Regions from separate parts of the Arachis hypogaea genome. Here region 1 is linked to region 2. Evidence: chromatin contacts called from public Hi-C data. All regions are on one chromosome and are shown on one strand. The core of a region is the stretch at or near the end of the contact, and the rest is flanking DNA. Distances in the headings are between cores, read along the strand shown. Region 1 holds the start of LOC112710794. Region 2 holds the start of LOC112710791 (epoxide hydrolase 3).

Region 1 (3,747 bases), core at 1,198-3,697, 470 kb after region 2:
AAAACTACATTGATCAAATGACGTCAACAGTACTATGTCATACATCATATCTACATTTATTCCATGTATAATTAAATCTATTTAAATAAATTCTTATACGGATTATCCTTCATCTGACCCATTCTTCTAGCTTAAACCTTTACAGGCCTCCTCCGTGTCTATACCAGCTAAGGCAAATGACTATATCATCTTTTTCAATAATGAGTTTCTTTCTCTAATGAAATATAAATCAATGTATATAAAAATAAATGGAATAATGCAAAACACCCAACTTGTACTCCTCAAGGAAGCGATCGTCATCAAGATCATTTTCAAGGTCTTCAAGTTCATCCTCATTTCTGGAATCAAGCCAAGCCTTGTCTTTGGAGAGGGAATCAGGATCGGGGGCAGGGGCGAAGGGCGGAGGCTTGAAAGCGGGCGGTTTCTTAGGGAGATTGCCAAGCTTCCTCTGAATGTCATCCCATTGGGTTGATGCTCCTTCCACATCTTTGTACACAAAGTGGTAATCCGTCATTGTTTTGTGATGATGATGATGATGATGTTGTTGTTGTCGTTGTTGTTGTTTACTCCTATGAATCTGCATCCAAAGTAACCGAAGAAGCAAAACTAATTGGTTAATATCTAAAAACCAAGGTTCTGAGAACCGGACCGATCATCGAACTGCTCTAGTCACTGGTTCATTGGTCCAACCGGTCTAACCATGGTTCAACTGGAAAAACCATTTTAAAATAAAAGAATAAATAAATTATAAATAAACATCCTAAAATATAATCGTAGTTTAATATAAATCTTAAAATATCTTCCAAATTTAAAACACTACCTGAAATGTCATCAACCAAAGCCATATGATCTTATCAAAATACAAATTCAAAAGTTAAATAGTGAAAAGAAATACCTAAGACAATAGCTATAACATCCAAATGAAACAAGAATTAGGAGCTCTTTACACTGGTCATCCAATTTAATCACTGCACCACCTGCAATTAGTTTTTCTATACATTTTCAAATCATTACTAAGAAAAAAAAAAGGTGCTACTTACACACTACTAAGAAAGTTGCAACCCAAATTTCAAATCACCCAAAGAAAAGGAAAGAACAACAAACAGGAATTCAGCGGGTAATGAAGAAATATAGAATCTGGCTTTCAACAATTTCCTAGTGTCTTCAAAGCAAGAAGGTCACGCAACGTTGGATGAAGGTTCCATCTAACATATTTGAAAGCATAATTTCTAAAACAAACAAAATAATCAGGTGCTTGCCATTCCTCACATAAAGGAGCACAAATCCATATTACTAGTAAACCTCCAGAGGTGGGCTTATCAATAGGCAGAGCAAAGATTGACCTGAGGTTTCTCTTCTATATCACTAGCTAAATGGAAGTTCATGGTGAGATTCAATTCCATGGGTTTGCTACGAGGAATTTAGCACAAGGGATGAATGATTAGCAAACAAACAGCAAATGAGAATTAGTGACAAAAACGACCTGCCTAATACCTATTCTGTTAAAAAAATTGATGACATCAAAATGTAACAGAGTTGAAAGATCACATCCAATACAAATTCTATATAGCAAAAAAGATAAAATTAGGAATGCTTCCAATATTTTCCAAGTACCAAAATATCAATAACACAAAGGAGAAGAAATCAAAATCATCAACTAAAAATGAAATTATAGTACTTCAATATCGTCATGGTATACACCTCAAAGAAAGACATAATAGAATTACAGAATCATATATCATATATATAAATATAAAAAGCAGAAAGAAACTCATGAAACTCCTTTACCAAGAGGCAGTAGCTCCTCAAAATCATTCAGATATCGAGAACTATGGGGAATCGTATTTGAACCACCAAGATCAGAAGGTTTCCAAAACTGAGATATTCTGGTTGAACTGGTTGACGGACGGCGACAGACGATGGCGACAACACGGCGGAAGTTCAAGGTCCTCCTCTTCGGCGCAGCGACGGCAGAGTTCCTCCACTAGTGCTCTGCAGTTAGCAGAACGGATTGGGGGTGGAAAGTGGGCCTTCTGCCAGATCGAACGAGAAGCAAGGGGAAAGAACTTCAATCCGCGAAGAAAAAGGGATTCAATGGCGTGGGCGGCGGACTTTGCGCTAAGAAGACGACGGACGCCGAGCTGACCTCGAGGAGGAAGCTGCTTTCGGTGAAAGTGAACAGGGGTTAGAGACTTGGAGCACGAGGGAAGCTAGATGGACGGACGGACGGCGACTTTGAATGCGACGGACGGCGGCGATTTGCAACTGCTTGCGGCGGTGGTGATGATGGCTAGGCGATTTGCAACTGCTTGCAATGGGTTTCTTTTTTTTTTTTTTTTGCACGGGCTTGCAATGTGTTTCTGAATGAAAGAAAGGGAGAAACGGGCTGGGGGAGAGAAGATCTTGGGCCAAAATCGAAAACAGAGACAAATTAATGTTTATTTGGGCGTTATTATTAAAATTTTTTTTATTATTTAACGTAGCACATTTTTAATAATAAAAGTAAAAGTATTAGAAAAATAAAAAAAAATCCTTTTTTAGAATGAGTAATTTATATCTTTTTTTAAAAGATTTTTTTCTTTAAAAAAAGATATTTTTTATGTAATAAATAAACAAAAAAATACTTTTATATCATTATACCCAAACATAATTAATAAATAAAAAGATCTTTTTACATGAGATACTCAAACATAAAATTATTTTTACTTTTTCATAAGATCTTTTAAAAAAAGATAACTCGAAAAAAAAAATTTTTAGAAACTTACCTAAATAAGCCCTTAGTTTCAACCATTAAAAGAAAAATAAGTTAATTAAAAAAAACCTCTAATTTGAGCCAGATTCTTAATTTTTCCCCTTGAGCATATCCATTAATATAGTAGTCACTGAAAAACCGAAAATGTTAATAGAAAAGGCCTATTTATACCCATCTAAAATAAATAGGAGTTAATAGTCAAAATCGCCCTTGAAAGACCTTGATTTTCATTTTCATTCCTGAAAAATAAAATTAATCAAATTTGTCCCCGGAAAATAACCAACCTGGTCGCGTTAGTCCTTCCGGCATCTCCTGCGCTGAAGTGGCTAACGCTCGCTGACATCGCTTGTTAACTGTCAGCGTGGCACTCGCTTAGTGTACCCTCTTGTTGCTGATAAGATAAATTTATTAGACCAATTCAAATTAGTCCATAAATCCATAAACCCTAATCCCAAATTCGATGATTGGTTACCTTGGTACTCTCGTCCCTCTTCCTCTCACTTCCATCTCCCCTCTTCCTCTCACTTCCATCGCTGCTCTTAGAACAAGTAATTCAAACTATAGCTATATTGAATCCTCTTCTCAGGCCATTGAAGCAACTCAAAAGCTTCCTCAAAACTCTACCACAACATGGGCTTTAGTGCATCTCTCATCATCTGGTGTTTCTTATGAAAGTTAAAGATAATGTTACTAGGAAATCATTGAGAGGGAAGCTCCAGGATAAAACAAAAAGAAAATTAATTTTCTAATAAGGTGATTTTAACCCAAAGTTCTAGAAAAGAACTTGCTTTTCATCTGTGCAAGGAGTGAAGAGACGTTATAGCAGTATCGGTTTTGGAAGCTCTAACCTCGAGCATTTTTCATTTCATTACTGAAAACAAATAGGAGTAGCATCATGGAATCCATGAATTCGGAGATAAATCTGCATTAGGAGAATAGCTGGAGCAATGGAGACATGAAGGAATATCGAATCGGAAATGATGCAACGGGATGAA
Region 2 (3,696 bases), core at 697-3,196:
TGGACTTAGATGACAAAAAAAACCTGTACGTGTAACATAACTGTAAAAAATAATCTTACTATAAAACGAATCCAACAAGTTTATACACATTAAATGTACTATTTATTATGAATCATTAAATTTTATTAAATAAAAACCAAAAAATGTTATAAAAAAAAGTATTGATAGATTTTATAAATACACAACATATTAGTGCATACGTAAATATATTTTAATATATAATACTTTAAGTAAATAAATATTATAAAGCATATAAAGCATATAAATGTATAACCTTTTTGTTTTTAGATAAATAAATATAAAGCATATAAATGTATACAATAATATATTTTTATTTATTAAAATGAATTATTATGCAGTAAAGTTTTTATAAAATTAAAATATTATTTTTAATTACAAAAATTATTTTATATTACTTGACAAAATAATTAAATTTTATTTGTATTAATTGACAGATGATAGATTATTTTATATTAACATTAAAAACATCTTAAATGTTTATTTTTGTAAAAATATTATTCATAATATAAAATTATACAATATGATTAAAATATATGTTGATTTAAAAGATTACGTATATAATTATATAGAAAGATTAATTTTTTAAAAAATAAAAATTTAATATTTAATGTTTTGAGTTATTTTATTTATATTTCTCTCACTTAATTTGATTATTAGTTGGATTAACAACTGAAGATCATATATAATATAAATCTTATAAATTTCATTCTTAAACACTCATAATTAGGTTAGGACATACTATATTTCTATAATTTAAATGTTCATGTCATTTCATATTTTTTGCTTTTTGTAAAAGTAAATTTTAATTTATATTTAAAAAAATTTAAAATAATGTTGTTTATTTTTCTTATTTTCTAAAAATATAAATAAAAAATAAAAAAATATTTATTTAAAAGTGAGAAAGTAAAAAAGTTTCCAGTTTTAATAAAATTGAATATAATATTACGATATTTTAATATTATAATTTTTGTTTTAATAATAATAAAAAGGTAAGAAAGTTTCCAGTTTTAATAAAATTGAATATAATAGCAATTCTTAAGTTCATGTTTTTCTTAAATAAACAATTCTTATATTTTTTATTTATTATTTTTATTGTTCTATTTATTATCATGATAAATTTCATAAAATTTTGAAATTAACATTATTTTTTATTTAAAAAATAAGCTCAAAAATTATTATTATATATAAAACTAACTTCAATTAATAAACTACAGTCTTATCTATATTTTATATCACTCAACAAATGTCATAGTACCTATCAAATAAAAGAAAACCAATATTCCACGTGTTTCCTGTTGGGTATATGAAGATGGTAAGATGAAAAAATCTTATATTTATGTAGTGGTTTCAAGGCACGATTAGATTGCTTTTTTTAGAGAGATATTTGTTCCCACACTTAGTTGCTATAGGGTTGATGACAATACTCTCCCAGGATACAATGAAACCTAAAAATTTCTTAATTAGCAATAGTAAGAAATTCTCAACTCTCTTGAACAAAGAAAATCTCTTAATAGTAGTGTAAATTGTACGCTTAGTACTTCATATCTGAAATAATGGACAATGACTTATTTATACATATTGCACGTAGCAATTATGATTAGTTACGTATACAAATGGTTGTGTCATTTCTATTGCCAATAGATACAATGTTTTGAACATATACAACTCTTAAAGAGTTGTGTCCCTTTAGCCAATAGACACAATATTTTGAACATACACAATTCTTAAAAAATTATATCCCTTCAACCAAATGGTACAAAATAATTAATAACCATTTATTAATATTAATAATATTAATAATAATATTAATAATATTAATTAATCAAATTTGTAAATACCCTTTATTTCTTTCTCCTTCTTCCAACACATTTGAGCAAGTGTGAAAAAAATTTACTTTCCTCACCTTAACATTGCCTTACTTTTATTTCTTTTTTTTCTTGTATATTTGGCGTGGAAGATACCGGTAGGAGAACACTACGGAGATAATAATTTTGTTGAATAATATGAACAACCACCAATCAAATAAAATATATTATACTTTTAAATTAACTTTCTAAATTTTAATATTAAAATAACCATCCATACACTAATAAAATAAACATCTAATATATCTATTATTTATATTGTTTAATATTTTGATTGTTCAATTATACTTTTCCATACCGAAAACATACTAACATCGAACAAATTTGCTGTCACGACTCACGAGTCTATTTTAGATCTCATTGGTTTCTGTACGTACTTATGACAAATTAAACCAACGCAGAAGTTCGTCAAAAGTAAATACCAAACACACACAGAAAAAGAGAAAGAAACAAAACACAGCTATGGATACCATAAAGCGCAGAACGGTGGAAGTCAACGGCATAAAGATGCACGTGGCGGAGAAAGGAGAAGGCCCGGTGGTTCTTTTCCTGCACGGCTTCCCGGAGCTGTGGTACTCGTGGCGCCACCAGATACTGGGCCTCAGCTCCCTGGGCTACCGCACCATAGCCCCAGACCTGCGGGGCTATGGCGACACGGAAGCACCGGGGTCGGTGACGAGCTACACGTGCTTCCACCTGGTGGGTGATGTGGTAGCTCTGATTGATTCTCTTGGCGTAGAGAAAGTGTTTGTGGTCGGACATGATTGGGGGGCCATCATCGGTTGGTACCTCTGCTTGTTCCGACCAGACAGAGTTAAGGCTTATGTTTGCCTCAGTGTCCCTTTCCGACCGTTTCTTGGAAGAGACCCAAAAATAAAGACGGTTGACGCTTTCCGAGCCGCATGTGGAGATGATTTTTACATATGCAGGTTCCAGGTAATCTACATGAGGAGATGATTTTATTAATTTTAAATCTAAAGTAGAAGAGTAAATTGCATTGTTTATCACTGATATTTTTAATATTCTTTCTAACTATATATATTTGGAAAACATCTAGAAATCAATTTTTTTAACCTACAATTATTTTTTTTTAATTTTTACTTCTCTCTACAATAACAAGTACGACTCAGATCCTTTAATTTTTTTATTTTTATTTTATTCGTCGGTTATTTGTTTAAAGAAAATGTAGAGCACATGTTCACTTAAATATTTGATAATTATTAAGAGAACTTAACCAAAAAAAAAAGTAAAGAAGATAATAGGAATAGTAAGGGGCCTCGTTAGATTATTATAAGAAGGTTTAATTATTTTATTATTTTTTATAATTTTATTAAATTATATATTTTTTTAAATTAATTTATTATTATTTTTAATTTTATAATTAAATTTTTTATATTAAAAATATTAAAATTAACTAAATATTTTTTTAAAAAAATTATGTGAATAAATTTTTAATTACAAATATTTTTAATTTATAAAAAAATATACAATAAATTGTAATATTTTTTATATTATAAAAATCTAATTAAAAAATTAAAAAATAAATATAAAAATTTAATTAAAAATTTAATAAAATTATATAAAATTCAATAAAATAATTAAACCGTATAACAATTAACTAGACGTGAATGGATTGAAGTCTCTACTAAAAAGTAAATCAAACTACCCCACCAACGTAAATTATGGAACATCCAGATTTTTTTATGATTTATATATTTATTTTGCCTCCTCAATTTGTCAGAAGAGCGGTGCCGCTTGTTTTAAAATACTGCTGCATGTGCATTTTTTTTATATTCATATTACCAATAAA

Evidence for each region. A called contact is a pair of places that touch in the nucleus more often than the background predicts.
Region 1: a contact with region 2 is called in a Hi-C map of leaf, with 2.1 times the contacts expected there. The contact joins the promoter of LOC112710794 here to the promoter of LOC112710791 in region 2. A contact is called at or near these places in 2 of 8 Hi-C or Micro-C datasets (leaf and an unstated tissue).

The regions. Positions count from the first base shown.
Region 1 is chr9:30,341,066-30,344,812 of arahy.Tifrunner.gnm2.J5K5, forward strand. LOC112710794 reads right to left here and starts at 2,448. Exons shown (of 5, transcript XM_025763198.3): 1 at 1,789-2,448; 2 at 273-577. The coding sequence starts at 1,815.
Region 2 is chr9:29,875,163-29,878,858 of arahy.Tifrunner.gnm2.J5K5, forward strand. It overlaps LOC112710791 (epoxide hydrolase 3), which reads left to right and starts at 1,947. Exons shown (of 4, transcript XM_025763194.3): 1 at 1,947-2,822. The coding sequence starts at 2,349.